Linked DNA regions of Pan troglodytes: region 2 is linked to region 1. Evidence: chromatin contacts called from public HiChIP or PLAC-seq data. All regions are on one chromosome and are shown on one strand. The core of a region is the stretch at or near the end of the contact, and the rest is flanking DNA. Distances in the headings are between cores, read along the strand shown. Region 1 holds the start of NOCT (nocturnin). Region 2 holds the start of NAA15 (N-alpha-acetyltransferase 15, NatA auxiliary subunit).

Region 1 (5,940 bases), core at 2,908-5,407:
CTACTAAAAATACAAAAAATTAGCCGGGTGTGGTGGTGCACGTCTGTAGTCCCAGCTACTTGGGAGGCTGAGGCAGGAGAATCGCTTGAACCGGGGAGGCGGAGGTTGCAGTGAGCCAAGATCGTGCCATTGCACTCCAGCCAGGGCAACAAGAGTGAAACTCCGTCTTCAAAAATAAATAAATAAATAAATAAATAAATAAACAACCAACCATTACATACCCTACCCCATCTCCAGAGATTCTGAACCTGTATATACTCTTCCTCATCTTCACTGTCCTTACCCATTTTCAACACTGCTGGCAGAAAGATCCAATGATCCTTCAAAAATGCAAACTGTCTGTTTAGCCTTTCACTGGGTCTCTAGGATGAAAGTCCAAACTCCTCTCAAACCCGTCACCTTGGGTTCTTGCCCACAGCTTCCACCTCACCTGCGGCCACTCCCTATGGACATCCCGCACTCAACCCTTATCAGATTGCAGCACTTGCTGTTCCTGGAACACGCCTTCTTTCCTCGCCTTAGTGTTCTCTTCTCTGTGGATATCCTCTGTGATACCTTTCCACTTGGTAGTCACTTTGTTCAAAACGCCTCTCCTGACTTCTCTAGGCAATTAGTTATTTCTGTCAGAGGTGTTGGAGCCAGAGCAACTCTATGTTGAATAGAGGCTGAGACCTACTGGGCTGCATTGCCAGGAGGTTAGGGATTCCTAGTCACAGGATGAGATAGGAGGTCAGCACAAGATATAGATCATAAAGACTCAGCGGATGAAACAGGATGTGATAAAGAAACCAGCCGGCTGGGCGCATTGGCTCAGCAGACGGATCACCAGGCCAGGAGTTCAAGACCAGCCTGGCCAACATGGAGAAACCCAGTCTCTACTAAAAAAAAATACAAATTTAGCCAGGTGTGTTGGACTACTACGCGCCTGTAGTCCTAACTACTCGGGAGGCCAGGAGTTCAAGACCAGCCTGGCCAACATGGAGAAACCCAATCTCTACTAAAAAAAAATACAAATTTAGCCAGGCGCGTAGGACTACTACGTGCCTGTAGTCCTAACTACTCGGGAGGCTGAGGCAGGAGAATTGCTGGAACCCGGGAGGCGGAGGTTACAGTGAGCCGAGACCGTGCCATTGCACTCCAGCCTGGGTGACAGAACGAGACTCCATCTCAAAAAAAAAGAAACCAGCCAAAACCCACAACAACCAAGATGGTGATGAAGGTGACCTCTAGTTGTTCTCACTGTTTATTGTACGCTAATTATAATGCATTAGCATGATAAAAGACACTCCCACCAGTGCCGTGACAGTTTATAAATGTCACAGCAACATCCAGAAGTTACCCTATATAGTCTAAAAGGCGGAGAAATCTTCAGTCCTGGGAAATCCTTGCCCCTTTCCTGGAAAATTCACGAATAACCCTCTCCCTAGTTAGCATGTAATCAAGAAATAGCCATAAAAATAGCCAACAAGGCCGGGCGCAGTGGCTCACGCCTGTAATCCCAGCACTTTGGGAGGCGGGTGGATCACTTGAGATCATGAGTTTGAGACCAGCCTGGCCTACATGGCGAAACCCCATCTCTACTAAAAATAAAAATAAAAAAATTACCTGGGTGAGGTAGCACGCATCTGTAATCCCAGCTACTCTGTGGGCTCAGCAGGAGAATCACTTGAACCTGGGAGGTGGAGGTTGCAGTGAGCCGAGATCGTGCCGTTGCACTCCAGCCTGGGTGACAGAGCGAGACTTCATCTCAATTAAAAAAAAGAAAAAGAAAAAGAAAAAGCCATAAGCAGCCCTCAGTGCTGCTCTGCCTATGGAGTAACCATTCTTTTATTTCTTTACTTCTCTAATAAATTTGGTTTCACTTTATGGGCTCGTCCTGAATTCTTTCTTGTGTAATATCCAAGAACCCTCTTTTGGGGTCTGGATTGGGACCCCTTTCCAGTAACATTTCCTCTTCTCTGGTCCCACAGTACTTTGTCCATAAGTGATTCTGTACTTATTAGCAGATAATTACAAGTATTTTTGTTTATACAATGTCTTACCCCCTAAACTGTCAATAGATTCTGTTCAATTTATTTTTGTATGCTCTAATATAGAGCCTGGCACATAATGTGTATTCAACAAATGTTTACTGAATAAATTTTCAAGGGAATAAGTTTTAATTTCTATCTTTCTGATTGCTTAGTGTTTAATATATTATAAAAAATATGATTCAGGCCGAGCGTGGTGGCTCATGCCTGTAATCCCAGCACTTTGGGAGACTGAGGCGAGGGGATCACCTGAGGTCAGGAGTTTAAGACCAGCCTGGACAATATGATGAAACCTTGTCTCTACTAAAAAATACAAAAATTAGCCAGGCATGGTGGTGTGCGCCTGTAGTCAGAGCTACTCCAGAGGCTGAGGCAGGAGAATGGCTGGAACCCGGGAGGCGGAGGTTGCAGGGAGCCAAGATCATGCCACTGTACTCCAGCCTGGGCAACAGAGCGACAGACTCCATCTCAAATAAATAAATAAATAAAAATAAATAATATGATGCACTTTCAGGATAGCATGCTCTTTGAATCTCTTTAAATAGTGACAGTTTATATTTGAACCATTATTTTTTCATTTTTCAAAGCACTTTTCCCCAACATTTTATTATGAAAATCTCCAAATATATGGGGGAAAAATAATTGTAAGTGAACACTTGTGTCGGGACTCAGAAACTGATAGCCCAAAATATGGGGCTTTGACCGGCTGAATGGAAGCCTCAAGGTCTCTCTGACCTCACTGCCCAGCACCATCTCTCCCAAAGCACAGGATGAAGTTGAAGTTCCTTTATCTGGCTACAATCCAAACCCACCAAAAGGAACAATTGTTTTTTCTTCCCCTCCTTGTAAGACCAAAAATGTAACCACCTGAACAGACCCTTTCACAAGATAATGTGCAAGTTCATCCCTGTGCCCTGATCCATTCACTTTCCCTAGTCATCTCCTCAACAGAATGCCTCTGCTCCCCTCTCCCCAAGTCTGTTGGCCAGGATGGTAGACAAGCTTCTGAACCCCGTTGGGGATGTGTAATCACTCTGTGATTCTCCCCATGTACATGTTAATAAATGCATATGCCTTTTCTCCCATTAATCTGCCTTTTGTGAGTTGATTTTTCAGCAAACTTCAGAGGGCAAAGGGAACATTTTTCCCATGGTCCCTATACCCATATATACCCACTACCTAGATTCAAAATCAACATTTTGCTATATTTGCAAAACACTTTTCATAGGCTAATTTTATTATCACCTTTTTAAAAAAATTCTTTTTACAAGTACTGCTCCTTGTGGAGCAGGACTACTCGATAGGCAGTGTGCCCAGAGTAGCTTATAATCATTTTTTATTTCACCTAATGACTAAGGTATGATTCTACGTTTTATAGATAAGGAAACTGAAACTGAGGCTTTAATGACTTCCAAGGAGCTTGTCTGCCAGAAGTTGTAATCAACTTGTGCCAGCTGATCTGTCCACACCCTCTATCCACAGGTGTTAGATATATAACCTAGGTCTGAAAAATATTTAGAATATTCTTGTGATGAAAAGCTTGCAATTCCACAACACAGGGGAATCAGCAAAATCATGGGAAAACCAATAGAATACATTTCTAACTCATGAATCATTCAGAGAAAAATCCAGTCTTGGGTTTTCCCTCCCCCTCATCCCATTTCTATTCCTGATTAGTCATCATTTCCTGCCCAGCCTGTCTGAGATGTTTCTTCCATCCTTTCTTTTCCAGTAACAGTAACCTGGTGCAGGTCTACAGTATCTGTTATCTCAGCTGATTTCCTTTCTGCCTTTTCATGAACCAGAGACATGTGATTTCCAATTAAAGCACAGCCCTGACCATATCTTTGCTCAGCTTACAAAACGTCAACGGCTCGCAGCTATCCACCGAATTAAGCCTACTATAATCCCCTTCCTTCCACACTACAACCTATCCACGCATCTGTCCTCTTACTCCTTAGCTTCCATCTTACATGACTAAGAGTTGTTTCCCCAAATACACCCTTATTTACTTTTTTCATTTATAACTCACCACCACGCCCTCCAAAGTTTCACGTGGGTAAATTCTAGACCTCCACGTCATAGGCCAACTCAAATGCCAATCCTTCTAATGAACCTTCTAGAGAGCCCGGGCCTGTTGTCATCTCTATCGCCAATCTTTGGCATCTTGTGGCAATAATCTCATTCTACCTTGTAGAGCTTTCTGGTCTGACTTCCCTTGCCACCTTCTGCTCCCTTTGCCTAAGTATAACACTTTTGAGGAAAAGAACGCTGTTTTAATCATCGTCGCCTCGCCCACAGGCGGTGCTTTATTGTGCTTAATATCGTTTAACGCATCACACACTGCCGAGGGGGTCGGAGGCGGACGCCTTTTGCTGTATCCACACAGACCCGCGCAGGCACACACGGAGGCCGTCTGCCACTCTGACAGACACGTGTCCCCTGGGCCACAGCCCTGGAACTGTCTCGGGATTCCCAGCCTGTGGGCGCTTCCATGCTGGCCAGCGGAAGGGGACGCTTTTTTCTTCAGAACAGCTCCAACGGATACCTCTTATTTTAGACCGCCTGCGGATTCTACCTATAAATCAGCCTAAGCCCCGCTTCCTTTTAAAACAGGATTACGCCGGGTCGAGGGAGCCTGGCGTGGCCGCGCAGTGGCCGGGTCCCGCGGATTCCCCTCCAGCTCCCGCTTGGCAGCGCCCGCTTTGTCAGCGCGCAGCGCTCGCCGGGCGCCTTGCAGGTCTCGCCGGGTCTCACAGCAGACGGTGCCGACGCAGCAGTGTTGCGCCTCCCTCTCCGGCTCTGCTGCCCGGGATTTCCCCAGAACCTGCGCCGCGCGAGAAGGAGCCTGGGAGCATCCGCCCAGACTGCCCGGACAGTCGGCTCGACTCGCTGCCCTCGGCCCCAGCCGGGCTCCGCTCCTCGGGCGCGCGAGGGGCCGTGGTGGCGGCGGCGCCCGGCATGTTTCATAGTCCGCGGCGGCTCTGCTCGGCCCTGCTGCAGAGGGACGCGCCCGGCCTGCGCCGCCTGCCCGCCCCAGGGCTGCGCCGCCCGTTGTCCCCGCCGGCTGCTGTTCCCAGGCCCGCATCCCCCCGGCTGCTGGCGGCGGCCTCGGCGGCCTCGGGCGCCGCGAGGTCGTGTTCCCGAACAGGTGAGTGCACCCCAGTTCCGGGCGGAGAACGCCACGGCCGCCAACGCGCGGCCGCCACCTGGAGACCGCGCGGAATGAATGAGAAGCCCGGGGCTGCCGGTCGTGGAGTCTGGCCTGAAAGTGGGTCCTTTACCAGAGCAACCTTCTGCGTTCCCTTTTTCCTCTTTCCCTGTTCCCCGACTTGCCTGGGGCTTGCATCAAAGCTAGTAAGAACTGGGAGACTGTATTCAGGTTCCCGCTTGACCCTTAGAGGCCATGCTTTCAGAATTTCTTGTTCTTGACCGTTAAATTTCCCCCTTCCGAGGCCGCGAGTTACTATGTTGGTTACATTTTTTATTGCACGACTTAACGGAAATTTTTATGGAAAAAAAAAATCTAAATGATGCTTATTTGCTTATATAGCTTTCATGGTCTAGATATTAAGTTTTTTTTTTAAGTCGTGATAATAACACATTGATTCATTTTACGTTTTTTGTTTTTTGTTTTTTTTTTTTGAGATGGAGTCTCATTGTGTCACCCAGGCTGGAGTCCAGTGGCACGATATCGGCTTACCGCAACCTCCCCCTCCCGGGTTCAAGCGATTTTCCTGCCTCAGCCTCCCGAGTAGCTGGGATTACAGGCGCCAGTCACCACGCCTAGCTAACTTTTGTATATTTAGTAGAGACGGGGTTTCACCATTTTGGCCAGGCTGGTCTTGAACTTCTGACCTCGTGATCCACCCGCCTCAGCCTCCCAGAGTGCTGGGATTACAGGCGTGAG
Region 2 (5,866 bases), core at 934-3,433, 290 kb after region 1:
CACCATGTTGGTCAGGCTGGTCTTGAACTCCTGACCTTGTGATCTGCCCGCCTCAGCCTCCCAAAGTGCTGGGATTACAGGCGTGAGCCACCAAGTCCAGCCTTTTTTTTTTTTTTTTTAAATAAGATCCAAGTACTTAAGATGTAACAGTCTCAATAGAGAACATCTTACATATATGGAGAAATTTCACTCAACATATCCCTTTTGTAGAATTAAAGTTTGCAAGGTAAATGATTTTATTTCTTTCTTTTTGGTTAATATTTTTTAGAGTTGGCATTTGGAACATAGTGACATGCAAGCACATGGGGTAAGATGAATTAACTATCATCATCAGCAGCAGCGGCAGCATATAGCCTTGGATATGTTAACTTTCTGAAAGCATGGCTGTTACTTACAGTATAACTCAAATGGGATCTCTGTTTGTGAAACTGTGGTGATCAGAGTAAATATATATTTTTTAATTCAATTCAGGCTACTGTGTGGTCAGACTGTTATCTGTAGGTGCATTTTAACTAGCAAATGAATCAGTTAAATGTTGAATCAGACTAGTATTTGCCGAGCCTTTAAAATTGCCATTTCTTTGTCATCGCCCAAAAAGAATGTAACATTTGCCAAACTCTATTTCTGGCTCATCTAATCAGGTACTCAGGTTCTGGTGGAAGCTACTGATTGTTTCAAAGACCAGAAATTTTCTTCCTCTGAAGGAAAATAGAATATTCTTTACAGGAGAAATTTAGAGAACTATAGCAAATAGTATTGCTGTAGGGATTTTTGGATATGAAGCCAGAGATTTGGATATGAAGCCAGAGATTTGGAAATCCAAGCTAAAACTATCAACTGCATTTAGACTATTTTTCTGTCTTTCAATAGTTCAGACAGTTGAAAGACCTCTTGGGGCAGTGAATTTTGCAGGTTATTAGTAAGTAACAGCTTAAAAATGAATTATAAGCTTGTTCTTAGTTTTATAAAGTTAAGGTTAAAATACTGGCCATATTTCAAACTGAAACATAGTTTCCTGTATATATGATTTTTCTCAAACTTTTGAAGAGAGATCACAGAATTTAAGGAAACTCCAGGATTTGACTGTTAAAAACCTTATTTATGACCCCGGTGAAGGGAGAGGACAATCAATATAGCAGCTAGAAAACCCAAGTTTATATTGGGAAACATATATCTCAACTCACACCTTTCAGGGACAGTTAAGAGAAGTTTGAAAATTAAAATATCTTTGTAAATAAATTTAAAACAGTAAAAAACACGTACATAACATATTGTTTAATAATTCATGATGCAAAGAATGCTACAGAGTGAAATCAGGATTTGGAAAGAGGTAATCAAAAACCAAAGGTTAAAAGTGGCTCATATAACTTGAAAATTTTTAGATCAATGGAATGCCACTTTGAAAAAGTTTTACTGTCAGCTGTTAATGAAATGACTTACATTTTTGGAAGGACTCCTATTCGGTATGTAGTCTGACCTCGCCTACTCGAGTAGTTCCCTCTAGTATCCTTGCCAGTCTTTGGCTTCTAAGATCTGAGAATTTCTGGGGATGGGGACTTCGAGTCACAATATTAAGAACTAGTTTGAAGCCAGCTCCAGGGTAGTCTGTCTTTAAGTCTCCACTACTCCGCTCCAAGGTGACTCATAAGGTCGGTCCGTCAACTCTGCATTATATGGCCTCAACAACGAAATTAAAACACATACTTTAACCTCCAGAGGCTCCTTTGGCAGTGCAAATATGTCACTTCGGATCTGACTAACTACCTTTCCAGGCTGATCTTAAGCAACATTCACCAAATTACCGATACGACAGCCAGGCCCATTTCATCGGTCAAGCTCTTTCACGATTTTCAGACTCTGTTAAGCCCCTTTCTCCCCTGGGCTGTTAACAAGTCTCCACTGCGGTGAAGCTTTTTTCATTTTCCACTCCGCCTCTGCTCCTTAAATTAGGCATTTCGTCCATGATCAACTACAGCGCTTCTCAAACACCTACACCTGTATTTTAGCACTTTGGGCTCAAACGATGATCACACAGTGAGCGAGACTCTTTCCAAGGAATGAAAGGTCAATCTAGCAGGAAGGCGCCAGAGAGGCTGTTTTTGATGAGGAGGCGGTGTGAACCGTACTTGCCTAGCCTCCCGTAGCTCCGCGGGCGCTTCGAGGGCACCACGCACTGAAATGATGGGCGGGGCCTGCCCCGACCCTCCCGGCCTCCACAGGCGGGCCAGCCTCCAGGTTTCCCGGCAAGCTCCGAAACCCAGAGGAGGTGGGGAAAGGAGGTCACCGCGCCTGCGTGTTAGGAAGCGTGACCCGGGTGGGAAAACCCTCCGCGTCCGCCATTTTGGCTGCCTCTGTCGGTCTGTTCAGTTACCACGTGAACCGCCGACGGAGACCCGTAGTGGGGGAGGCGGCGGCAGCGTTAAGTGAGAAAGGAAAAAAGACAACGAGGAAAAAGGAGGTGTCCGGGTAGGGCAACGCGGCGACACCCGAGGCCTGGTGGTGGCGGCGGATCGAGATATTCAAGGCTGAAGCAGCTACGGAACGGCAGCGGCGGCGGTCGGACAAACTGACTGACCGAGCCGGGTGGTGGCGGGAGCAGCGGGAGCAGCCGGAACGATGCCGGCCGTGAGCCTCCCGCCCAAGGAGAATGCGCTCTTCAAGCGGATCTTGGTAAGTGTGAGGCTCCGGGCAAGCAGTGGGGAGGATTTAGCCGGTAACCGGGCCTGTCACCCCTAACCTCGGCCCGGCGGGCACTGAGCCACTCCCGCCCGGGACCCCGCCTTCATAGCCCTCGTCAGGCCGAATGCATTGCTTTGCTCCCTCTCTGTGGTTCCTACTATGGCCCGCGCGCCAGGGACCACAGGCTTCTTCATTCCATCCCCACGCTTGAGGCCCTGGTTCCGGACTAGGCCCCGACCTCCCGGCTTCTAGACTGCCGGTTCTCATTCTCCCCGATTTGGAGGAGAAGAGGCCCGGCCTTTGGCGGGCAAGTGGGCGACACCGGCAGGAGTCGCGGCCCGGTTGGTGTGGGAACCCTGCTGGCAGGCCGGGGTGGCACCCTTGGAAGGAACAGGTGGTGCGGATGCAGCAGGCTCATTCATTGCCTAAACGCGGTTCTCCCTCCATCATCTGTCCCTCCCTCTTCCTCTTCTCTTGGGATTCACCTGTCTCCGCCCGGCCCTGGGTCACCGAATGACCTGAGAGGAGGGAAAGAAGGAGTTCAGAGAAGGAAAGAAAGCTTTTCAAACGACTACCTCCTTGTAGTCAGTTGCATACTGGAGTCTTCAGCTCCTCTGCCTCCGTTGTTCTCGTTTCTGGAGTAGGGATGAGGCATTTATTTCTTAGTTTCCGAGCGGGAAACAGCCCCACCCCGTCACTCTTCTCGGGAGGTGGGGCCCATTGCGAGGGGGCGGTTCGGTAGGAAGTAAAAAGTTGAGTCTTCAGTTGAAACGTTCCAGACCTAGACTTTTCTTATACACTGAAGTATATTAACACATGCAAAAACTTACCAGAGAAAAGAGAATATAAGAACTTTTGAGATGGATTTTGTTGACGCTAGCTCAGACTTATTCCCTACATTTCAAATGTGTGCAGTTTGCATTTTTTTAAACCATAAATGCATTGATGTTTGCAGGGACTGTTTACATTGTAAAATATGTCCTGTAGCCTTGGAGCTATAATTAACACATTGTAGCACATTTTTTGTTTGGCATTTAGTATGTGAGTTCCCCCTTTCACGCAAACGTTTCCTTATGATAGAATTAACTGTATTTGCCAAATTTAAGACTTTTAAAATTTGGGATGTGTGTGTGAAAGTGTTAGCCTTTTCCCCCGCAGTTATAATTTATTTCACCTGTTTGAAAAGTAGAACAACTCTGGGGATTCAGTTTTTCTAGAAATAAATAATCATCCATTTGAACTAACTTTGATTTTACAAAAGTGTCCATATGCCCTACAGATTTAGTGAATTCATTTTGAAAAACATTAGAAAGTCACATCCAGTGTCGCAAAACTGTTACCTTGAAATTCTTACTGGAATTTTGTTTTGTTTTAAGACTAAGAGTGTAGGTGGAGCTGTAAAATAGTTTTAGGAAAAAAGTTACTTTTAAACCCTTAAAAAGACTAATTGGTGTGCAGGTAGAACTGTAACATAAGTTTAGAATAGCAATTTATCTTTAATCTCTTCTTCACAATTCTTTATTTTGAAAAAAATGAAACTGAAAAGTTGAGAGAACAAGGAACACTCATAAACCTTTACTTAAATTTATTTACCATATATGCTTTCTCTCTCCCTATGTATATGTATATATACATTTGTATAAAAGTAAGTTGTAGACGTAAAACTTATCTCTAGGCTGGGCACGGTGTCTCATGCCTGTAATCCCAGCACTTTGGGAGGCTGAGGCAGATGGATCACTTGAGGTCAGGAGTTCGAGACCAGGCTGGCCAACGTAGTGAAATCCTGTCTCTACTGAAAATACAAAAATTAGTCAGGCATGGTGGTGTTCGCCTGTAGTCCCAGCTACTAGGGTGGCTGAGGCACAAGAATCGCTTGAACCCAGGAGGTGGAGGTTGCAGTTCCAGCCTTGGCAACCGAGGAAGACTGTCTCAAAACAAAAACAAAAAACTTCATCTCTAAATACTTAAGCAAGCATCTCCTAAGAATAAGGACATCGTCTTGTATACTTATAACAATCATTCTCGAATATTGTCTAATATCTGGTTCATACTGAGATTTTCTCAAGTGTTAGCACTTTTTTTTTTTTTTTTTTTTTTGAGACGGAGTCTCGCTCTGTCGCCCAGGCTGGAATGCAGTGGCGCGATCTCGGCTCACTGCAAGCTCCGCCTCCTGGGTTGACGCCATTCTCCTGCCTTAGCCTCCCAAGTAGCTGGGACTACAGGTGCCCGCCACCATGCCTGGCTAATTTTTTGTATTTTTTAGTAGAGACGGGGTTTCACCATGTTAGCCAGGATGGTCTCAATCTCCTGACCTAGTGATCCGCCCGCCTCGGCCTTCCGAAGTGCTGCGATTACAGGCGTCAGCCACCGCGCCCGGCCAAGTGTTAGCACTTTTTAAATAAATCAAACTTTTAATTTTGAGAAGACTGTAATAATCACGTAGTTTAAGGAATAATACAGTGCACTTTACTCAGTTTTCCCAACACTAATACCTTGCAAAACCATGGTTCATTATTATAACATTGATACAATCCACCAGTCTTATTCAGATTTCCCCAGTTTACTTGTACACGTGTGTGAGTGCTCGCGCACGCGGGTGCAGTCATCCCTTGGTATCTGTCGGGGGTTGATTTCAGGATCCCGCGAGATTCCAAAATTTGCGGGTGTTTGAGTCCCTTATGTAAAGTGGTGTAGTATTTGCATATAACCTATGCGAATGTATACTTTAAATATCTCTAGATTACTTATAATACCTAATGCAATATTACTGTTATATAGTTATACTGTATTTTAAAAATTTGTATTTTTTATTGTATTTTTAAAAATAGTTTTTACCTATGGATGCAGACACCAAGGATAATGAGAGCTGACTGTATTTACTTCTATGCAGCGTTATCCCATGTATAGATTGCACCACTACAATTAGGCTACAGAACAGTTCCTTCAGTCCAAAGTACCCCCCTCTGTTGCCCTTTTAGAACCACATCCATTATCTCTCCCACCACCCTCCCATCCCCTCTCGCTGCAGGCTCCAGCAACCAGTACATGTCCTCTATTTGTATGATTTTGCCATTCTTTTGGGTTTAGAGATAGAGTCTTCCTCTGTTGCCCAGGCTGGAGTGTAGTGGCTATTTATAGGCTCTATCAAAAGGGCACTGTAACCTCAAACTACTGGACTCAAGCAGTC

The links. HiChIP or PLAC-seq counts read pairs in DNA pulled down with a chosen protein or histone mark.
Region 2: a contact with region 1 is called in an H3K4me3 HiChIP or PLAC-seq map of stem cell-derived excitatory neurons, with 2.4 times the contacts expected there. The contact joins the promoter of NAA15 here to the promoter of NOCT in region 1. A contact is called at or near these places in 1 of 7 Hi-C or Micro-C datasets (stem cell-derived neural progenitor cells) and 1 of 1 datasets of contacts at active chromatin or transcription factors (stem cell-derived excitatory neurons).

The regions. Positions count from the first base shown.
Region 1 is chr3:140,470,108-140,476,047 of NHGRI_mPanTro3-v2.0_pri, forward strand. NOCT (nocturnin) reads left to right here and starts at 4,158. Exons shown (of 3, transcript XM_016952224.4): 1 at 4,158-5,181. The coding sequence starts at 4,992.
Region 2 is chr3:140,759,039-140,764,904 of NHGRI_mPanTro3-v2.0_pri, forward strand. It overlaps NAA15 (N-alpha-acetyltransferase 15, NatA auxiliary subunit), which reads left to right and starts at 2,184. Exons shown (of 19, transcript XM_016952232.3): 1 at 2,184-2,670. The coding sequence starts at 2,617. NDUFC1 (NADH:ubiquinone oxidoreductase subunit C1) reads right to left here and starts at 3,403. Exons shown (of 6, transcript XM_016952236.3): 1 at 3,255-3,403.